Regions from separate parts of the Mus musculus genome. Here all the other regions are linked to region 2. Evidence: chromatin contacts called from public HiChIP or PLAC-seq data. All regions are on one chromosome and are shown on one strand. Each heading gives the region's core, a stretch centred on a gene start, on an enhancer-like site or on the middle of the called end of the contact. The rest is flanking DNA. Distances are from core to core; before and after follow the strand shown.

Region 1 (2,700 bases), core at 198-2,697, 790 kb before region 2:
CTACTGACGTCTGTACCTGAGGTGTGGACCACAGCTGCTCTTTTCTGTGTTGCCTGTGGCTCATTGCTGGACACTATGGTGGGGCAAGTCATTGTGAAAGCAAACAAGTGGCCTGTGAATCCAAACCACTTAGTATGTGGCTCTTCCTAGATCTGACAGATAAATTACAATTTAGCAATTTCTGTTGGAACCATTGCATAGGTCACTTCCCATTTGGTACTGGGAACAATTCTGGCGTTACTGTTGTTGCACATAGACATCTTTCTCTGTCAATTGCCTCAGTGGATTGGAGCTCTTAATGTGGACTTGCTGATGCACCATAGTGCTGTGCTGATGACACGTGCTCATTTGAATGGTGACACATTTTAAGCAGAGAATAGTTGGAGGAAGCCTTGTAATTTCACTGGAGTAGTGGCAACATCACACTGTGTCATGCTGTGATGGCCAGGCACTGTGCTAGCTGACATATATCATCTCATTTAATCCTCTCCTAGAATCCTGAAATTACTCTTAAGAACTGCTTGTTCCGATTTTAAGAATTTTATACATGTATGCAATGAAACATGATCATATATACTACTATTCACCCCTCTCTATCTCCCCCAACACCTTCTCCTCCTAACCTCATGCTTTCTTTTGTTCAGTATTTAAACCATTAAGTCAAATTAATTCTGCCCATATATGCATGGGTGTGGTGCTGCCCACTAGAGCATGGGAAACCTACCAGTGGCCACACTCTCAAGGAAGAATTATTCTCTCTTCCCCCAGTAGTTATTAGGTGCTAATAGTTCCTCTGTGATGGGTAGACCTTGTAGGTCACCTCCCTACCTATGAAGGAACTATGGTTGCCTTGGTCTTGTGCAGGTAGCTGTCATTGGTGTGAGTTGTAGGAACACTAGCCATGCCTGTTCAAAAGAAAGCATTTTACAGAACTCTTCCCTGACTCTCAGTCTTTCTGCTTCCTGTTCCAGAATGAGGCATTGATTTTCCTGAGGATCTTGAGATTCGGTGATTCTTAGTAGCCGGCCTACATACGCGAGACTGATTGGTGAAGAAGCCAGGAGCAGAAGCCCTTTCTCTGTCTCCAAATGCATGCTTTCCCCTCATCTTTATGCCCACACAGTGTTGTCTCTTGGCGCAGAGGCAGGTCTGCAAACAGTTGGTGTCACGCAGCCTCCCAAGTACTGATCTTCCACATTTGCTCTTGGTTCAGTGAGCAGGTAACAACATTTGTAATTAATGCAGTAAGTTTCTATATAGATGCATTAGAGCAAGGTAATTTTACAGACTCCTAAAAAACTGCAGGCTTTCTTAAGGAAGCTAAATATTTCTTTTGCATTCGTAGTTATGCGTCTATAAATAAAACACAGCTGTGGTGGAGTGGAGTGAACAGTGAATTTAGAATCCGAAGCATAGAAGCCATGCTCTCTGCATCCTCCCGAGGCTGCCGTGTGACTGTGGACAGGTTTCTGCTCTCTCTGTGCCATTTGCTCATTCACAGTGTTGTGAAGATCAATGTGGATGGCTGTGAAGCAGCAGCCCTGGGCCTGGTATGTGATGGAAACTAACCCCTAATTGTTCTTGTGCTTTGAGGATATTTCCAGAAAGAGATTTCAATCTGATAAGCCCCGACACACTTCAGAGAGCTTGATTAAGACTCAAATTCTGCTGCTCTCTAAGACCTCCAAAGTCATACTCTTGAGAAATGCCAGGTGCCTTCACTGTCAAGAATGTACCCACTGCCTGTGGCACAGAAAGGAGAAAGCTGGTATGACCTGTCCTGGCACTGAAACGTTGTCATGTGTGTTTTGTGCTATTTTGCACATACAGAGCCTTGCCACTAATAGACATCATTGATGAACCATTTCCTGCACACTGCCAAGGATCTCATTTAACTATCACCATAAGGGTGGTAGACCAGTATTCCCTTCTATCTCTGTAAGGCATTAAACGACTGACGTGAAGACTAACAGGAAGTTAGGAAGAACCACACTGAGTAGTTAGGAAAGCTGAAAGCTACTTCCTGACCTCTGAAACTTTAACCTGAGCCACACCCCATGCTGTCATTACCCATTAGCTTCGTGGGTAGCTTGCTAGAACTAGGTGTTTATGGGCAGCTGCAGGCTTTGGCTGGGAGGAGCTGTCCTCTTGGTACATAGCACATTAAATCTGACCAGTGGTCCATGATAAATGCTCCTCTCAAAACATCAAGAGGGAAAGACTGGACTTTCTGGCCTGCCACAGTCACTGTATCTGCCTTAGATATCCTTTTTTTTTTTTTCTATTTTTTTTCTAGAAGTCCCAGGGAGCCTCTGCAGACAGAAAGATCCCACCATCTTTCTGTGAGCACTGCCTCCCCCCACGCACAGAGGAGTCTGTCGCTCAGCTCCGCAGAACCTCTGTATTGTACCACAGCCACATAGCTCTGTCTCTGACACACGCTGGGGCTGCGATCATTTTTTTCTCTTTTAGCCGCCTCCCGACCATCTTGTTCACAATATAAGCTCCAAATGGCCTGGAACTCGTCTTTTATGGCCTCTGCCAGATTAAACATTTAGAGCATAATATGCAAGCTTCAACAACAATTGCACAGCCTTCCAACCAAGCAACATATTGATTTCAATTTAGACAATCACACACATTTTCAGGTCTTCATGGAGACTGGGATTTTAGATGGTCAGGGGGTCATAGCCCTGCCAG
Region 2 (2,700 bases), core at 54-2,553:
ATTTCTACTAGTTATAAAGCCATACAAGTTATATATACAAAGCAAAATCTCTTATATTGAAAAAAATTGCCCCTCTCCTAAAAAATGCTTTTCTTTTTTACACTTAACCCCCAAATAAAAATGGTTTTTACAGTTTTTAGTTTAAGTGAAAGTTTATTTAATAGCATTAATTCTAAGGCAAAGACCTAAGTTTACTAGAATTATAAACCTTCAAAGCCACACTTTTCAGCAGACTTAAATACTAAGGAAAGTACAATTGTCTGCTGAAAATTCTATTTAAGAACTAGGGCTTTCAACACCAAGACATGCCAAATTACGTTTGGGTCTTTGAAAACCCAGCTCTTGGGAATGAATTCCAAGCCATGACTGTTGAAAACACACGTGCTTTAGTTTAGTAACCCATCTTATTGAAAAAAAAAAATGCATGCTTAACAGAGATGGGACATTTCTCGTTTACATACCTTCATTTTTGGAAAGCTAAAATGTTGCATACTGTGGCATACATACATAACCCATCTTTTAAAATACCACCTGGAAGTATAGTTTGAAATGCTTCATTTTCCTATATAGCCCTTAAATAAAATGAAAGCACTGCGCTGCCCGTCTTTAATGTTTGTTAAAAATGAAGGAAAAACTTTAAAAAATGACTTTGCAATTTCCAAATGCCCGCGCTCTGCAAACACTTCTCAAGCCAGCCTAGTATACTGTCTGGGTCAAGCTCGGTGACAGCAGGCCGAGCATTTGAGTTAAAGCTGCCTCTAGCCTGGGATACAAAGCCCTTCCTTTGATCCTTTTCTCGTTACTCTGCAGATGGAGGACCAACAAACAGAACGCATTCCTATCGATGGGCACACGTCCCTCTCTTCAGCAAAGCTCCCAGACGCTAAACCGAGGCCAGGCCGCAAGGCCACGCCGAGCCCTCAGGACGCCAGGCCCGGGCGGGTCAGGGAGGAGAGGCGAGGAAAAGGTTCTTCTATGCAAGCATGAGGCTGGGACTCCGGAACAAAGCGCCGGCCCAGGAAGACCAGGCGGCCCGGCGGCGCACACTCACTGGGCTCCCGGCGCTACGCAAGAGTCCCGCAGCGCGCCGGCCCGCCGCCCTTACGCCACTGGCTTGGCCCCAGAGCCTTCGCGAATATGGCTTTGCGCACTGCGGCGAGGCTGCGCCGCAACCGAGCTTGCCCGCTGGCTCCTCCCCGCCGCCCTGCGCGGATTGGTAGCGGACGGAAGCCCGGCTGCTGATTGGATAGCGAAGGAGCCACTCGGGGAGGCTCTAGTGGGTCGGCCGCCTCAGAGTGATAAGTTGGGCTTCAGACACGCCTCAGCGCCAGCAGCGAGCCGGAGCTCTATGGAGGTGGCGGCGGGTACCAGGTGGCGGCTGCAGCAGCTACTCCTCTGAGCTGAGACTTTCAAGCCGGCCGCGTCTCCTTCCTCCCCCTTCCCTCCCCCTTTTTTGTTTTCCGTTCCCCTTCCCCCTCCCTTCCCCGTCCCCGACGACCGGATCCAGAGGAGGCAGCTGCGGTGGCAGCTGCTGAGTTCTCGGTGAAGGTGAGTGGAGTCGCCGCCGAGCGGAGCCCTCTAAGATGGCCGCCGCCCCTGGCCGCTTCTTGTCGAGTGGAACAAAATGGCGGCCGCAGGCGGAGCCGGGCGGGGCGGCCTTTCCTCTGCCTTTGGGCTACTTAGAAATCTATGGCCTCCGCGCTCCTTCCTGTGTCGACCGAAGAGCTAGGCTGACGTGCGGTCGAGTGGCGGGCGCAGCCGGGATCCTGACGTGGGATCCGGGAACAGCGTGCGAGCGTGGCAGGCCTCGCGCCTCGGCGGGAGGGACGCGGCCCGCGGCAGGGCCCGGCCGTTGGCGCGGGACCAGCGAGGCGGACGAGTCCGGAGCCCGGCCTCCCGGCGGGGAGGAGGTGTGTGGCCCTACTGCGGGATGTCCCACTCGGGCGACGCCAAGAGCGAGTCTCGGTCCCTTTGTGGGCCTTGGCAGCCGAGGCGCTGTCAGCCGGGGGATTTATGGTGGAGGCGGCGGGTGGGCAGGAGGCCGCCTTCCTGCGGGAGAACAAAGGGCCGGCCCGGAGGGGGCGCCTCCCGCCCAGGCCTGGGCCCTCGCTAGACGCCGCTCGGAAGCTGAGCCAGCCTGGGCCTGGGGGAGGAACTCGCTGCTCTTTTGTTCGCGCGGAGTGGGGCGGAGGTGCCTGCTGCCATGTTGTGTTGTGGCCCCGGCCTTCCGGCGGCTTTCCACACGCGCCCTGTGTAAAAGGAAGGGCTTATAAAGACGAGCGGAGGAAAAGCTGCCCAACACCGGGTAGTGAGGCTCTGGCCGGCCTGTCACCACCCCGGCCACCCATTTTAGTACCGCAGACATATCCCTTGTAGCACCGCCGGTCTTGATAGCATTTCTGTTTAATTTTAAAGGCCCCATAATACGGCTGCTTCCTAGGCAGCATCCAGATTTTTTTTCATTTTATTTTTCTCACAAAAGCTGTTCTTTGCATCCTTGAATACTAAGAGAATCCACGGGGCTAAACAGGTTTTATTGTGTATTTGTGGGTTTTGACTTCGTTCTATTTTAGTCTTCTGAGGGCTGCAATGCAGTGAAAGTTCAACCAGCTGCAGTGCTGGGAGCGGAAATAAATTATATTTGAAAGTTTATAGCTCAGTATGGCAGTACCTAATTTTGGTGTTTTCTCTCTTTCCAGG
Region 3 (2,700 bases), core at 146-2,645, 650 kb before region 2:
AAGTCACAACCCAGTTCACCATGGTGCAGACCTAGCCTGCTGAAACCACATCCTCTATGGTCCTGTCTCCCAATGTTCCAGGTTTTGTCCTCACTGGGACTGGGATAAATGTGGACCAGTTCTGGTAATCCAGGCTTACTGAATTGATTTGTCCAATCATTTATTGGCACGGCCTCTGAGCACGTAGGAATGAGCTTGGTGGTTTATTTAGAAAGGACATAGCATCAATTGATCTTAATCAGATGTACCTTCCTGCTGTCCTTCTGCCTGGGGCTCCGGGTGTCAGCTGCAGAGCCCTCATCTGTGTAGTTTCTGATTCTGCCCAGCGTCCATGGAGAATTCTGGCAGCCTCCCAAGTTGGAGGCCTGATGGGTGGGAGGTGGAGACCGATCCACCCTCAGCTTGGCTCGTGTGGGAAAGCTCTGCCCTGTCTGCTTAACTTATTGGGATTCACATAAGTATTTGTGACAGACATCACACGGCTCAACCCAATTTGGAAACTACTCTTTGAAAATTGCTTTTTATTATAGTTTTAAAGTTAGTGTGCATGTGGTGGATGAAGTGTTTGTGTTGGCGTGTGAGGAAGATGGATGCTTGTAGAGGTGGTGTGTGTGTGTGACTTGGATCTGCCTTTATCGCTCTCCACATTATTTTTGAGTCATGGTCTCTCACTGAACCTGGAGCCCACCGACTTGACTAGGCTGTCTGGCCAGTGAGCGCTAGGCGGTCACCTGTATTTGTTGCTCCAGATACGGTATGATTAAGGATTCAGCTTTTTATGTGTATAGTGGAAGTCAGAACTTAGAACCTCATGCTTACATAGCAAATGCTTTACTGGCTGATCTGCTATCCCTTCAGCCCTTGGAGAACACTCTTTGAGATGAGGGAGCTAAGACTGCTGACAGCTTGTCATCTGTAAACCTGGTCACATTTGGAGAAAAAGTGTCCTGGTTTGGCTATGCTGTGACTGTACCCTAAAGGTTTCCTGTGCTGGAGGTCAGGTTGTCAGGACAGCGGTTGAGGAGGTCCTTACTGCCTCCCGCCCCCTGCCCCATGCTTCTATATTCCTATCTGGCCATTTATCTTCTCTGTTTGCATGTATGCTGTCTCACGACCATGTGATAGGAGGAAGTACAGCCCAGGGTTCCTCACCAGAGCAGTATCATCCTTTTAGATTACATAGCCATCAAAACTGTGATCTTAGTAGTCTTCTTTAGAAGTGCCTCCCAACCCCACGTTTTCTGTTATGGTAACAAAAATGGACTAACACAGATAAATGGAGATAGCTGGCCCTCAACCAGCATTCACTGAAACCAGCTGTGAGCAGACCAGGGTGCCCAGCAGGAATGAATGCTTTCTCTGCCATCGTTGTCACTTGGCCAACAGTGTGCCCAGACTCCATCTTTTCCCTGCTGGCTTTGTGTCTGCCTACAGCCAGTTCCTAGTCAGCCCCACATATCTGCTGGGATGCTGCTGGCCAGGAAAGCCAGACTGCCATTCTGTGAGCACAGCTCCAGAAGTGGCCGTGTCTATTTCCTCCCTTCCTCCTCTTCCCTCTCCCTCCCATCCCCATTTCCTTCCTTCCTGCAATTGGAGGGCACACAATGTCCCTGTCCTTTTGGGTGGGCCACACCAAGCCTCAGGTTCTTTGCTACTGATACAGCCCCACAAAATTCTAAGCAGGTACAAAATATCACCAAGCGTTTGTAGGGAACAGTTGCTGGGAGGAAGCTCGTCTGGGCCTACAATTCTCTTTCTTTGCCCCACATGTAACCTGGTGAGAGCAGCAGGAATCCTGTAGGAAGGTGAGGGCCCAAGCTTCCTGTTGGTCTTACACATAGGAAGCCCATACCTGCTTGTAACATACAACACTGACACCCCCTCACCTCCTTACTCCAGGAGAGGCTCTGTTCCCAAGACACCTTGTTGCTTTTTGTCATCTTCCTTTTCTTTCTTTAAAAGCTTAGAATCTTGGTGAAAGAATGGATGAAAAGGAGCCTCTTCTTAATTGACTCAAGGCTAACACAGACACACACACACACACACACACACACACAGACACACACACACATATACCACATGCACACACAGACACACACACACATATACCACATGCACACACACACAGACACATACACACACACAGACACACACACAGACACAGACACACACACACACAGACACACAGACACACAGACACACACACAGACACACACACAGACACACACACACATACACACACAGACACACACACAGACACACACAGACACACAGACAAACACACACACACAAACACAGACACACACATACACACACACAGACACACACACAGACGCACAGACAAACACACACAGACACACGCACATACACACACAGACACACAGACAGACACACACACAGACACACAGACAAACACACACAGACACACACACATACACACACACAAACACACACACATATACCACATGCACACACACACACACAGACACACACAGACACACACAGACACACACAGACACACACACACACACACACACACACACACACTACCAGGTGCACTCAATCTGCAATTAGCTTTGTAATTAAAGTTTCTTCTCCCCACAGGAAAGCTGAACACTGGGTCAGTGTTCTCTCACTCAGAAGGAGAGTCTGGGGGGAGTGCTGGCATGGAAAAGGGTTAGTTAGCCTTTGGTGTAGAGT

What was found. HiChIP or PLAC-seq counts read pairs in DNA pulled down with a chosen protein or histone mark.
Region 1: a contact with region 2 is called in an H3K27ac HiChIP or PLAC-seq map of SST interneurons, with 8 times the contacts expected there. The contact joins the enhancer-like site here to the promoter of Eif4g2 in region 2. A contact is called at or near these places in 4 of 39 promoter capture datasets (the 3T3-L1 cell line, 3T3-L1-derived adipocytes and hippocampal neurons) and 2 of 115 datasets of contacts at active chromatin or transcription factors (the NIH/3T3 cell line and SST interneurons).
Region 3: a contact with region 2 is called in an H3K27ac HiChIP or PLAC-seq map of VIP interneurons, with 3 times the contacts expected there. The contact joins the enhancer-like site here to the promoter of Eif4g2 in region 2. A contact is called at or near these places in 2 of 39 promoter capture datasets (the 3T3-L1 cell line and 3T3-L1-derived adipocytes) and 4 of 115 datasets of contacts at active chromatin or transcription factors (VIP interneurons, astrocytes, embryonic forebrain and 1 more).

Annotation. Positions count from the first base shown.
Region 1 is chr7:111,867,923-111,870,622 of GRCm38.p6, reverse strand. No RefSeq gene overlaps it. Among named protein-coding and RNA genes, the nearest start is that of Galnt18, 89 kb to the right of the region's middle. Within about 2 kb of position 1,447, at least 14 of the 459 cell types and tissues checked have an H3K27ac peak or open chromatin away from gene starts, as enhancers often do. A contact at or near this core is called in SST interneurons and hippocampal neurons, where this site is marked.
Region 2 is chr7:111,081,633-111,084,332 of GRCm38.p6, reverse strand. Eif4g2 (eukaryotic translation initiation factor 4, gamma 2) reads left to right here and starts at 1,303. Exons shown (of 22, transcript NM_013507.3): 1 at 1,303-1,548; 2 at 2,700.
Region 3 is chr7:111,735,261-111,737,960 of GRCm38.p6, reverse strand. All of the region lies in intron 1 of Galnt18 (polypeptide N-acetylgalactosaminyltransferase 18), which reads left to right. Among named protein-coding and RNA genes, the nearest start is that of Galnt18, 43 kb to the left of the region's middle. Within about 2 kb of position 1,395, at least 14 of the 459 cell types and tissues checked have an H3K27ac peak or open chromatin away from gene starts, as enhancers often do. A contact at or near this core is called in VIP interneurons, where this site is marked.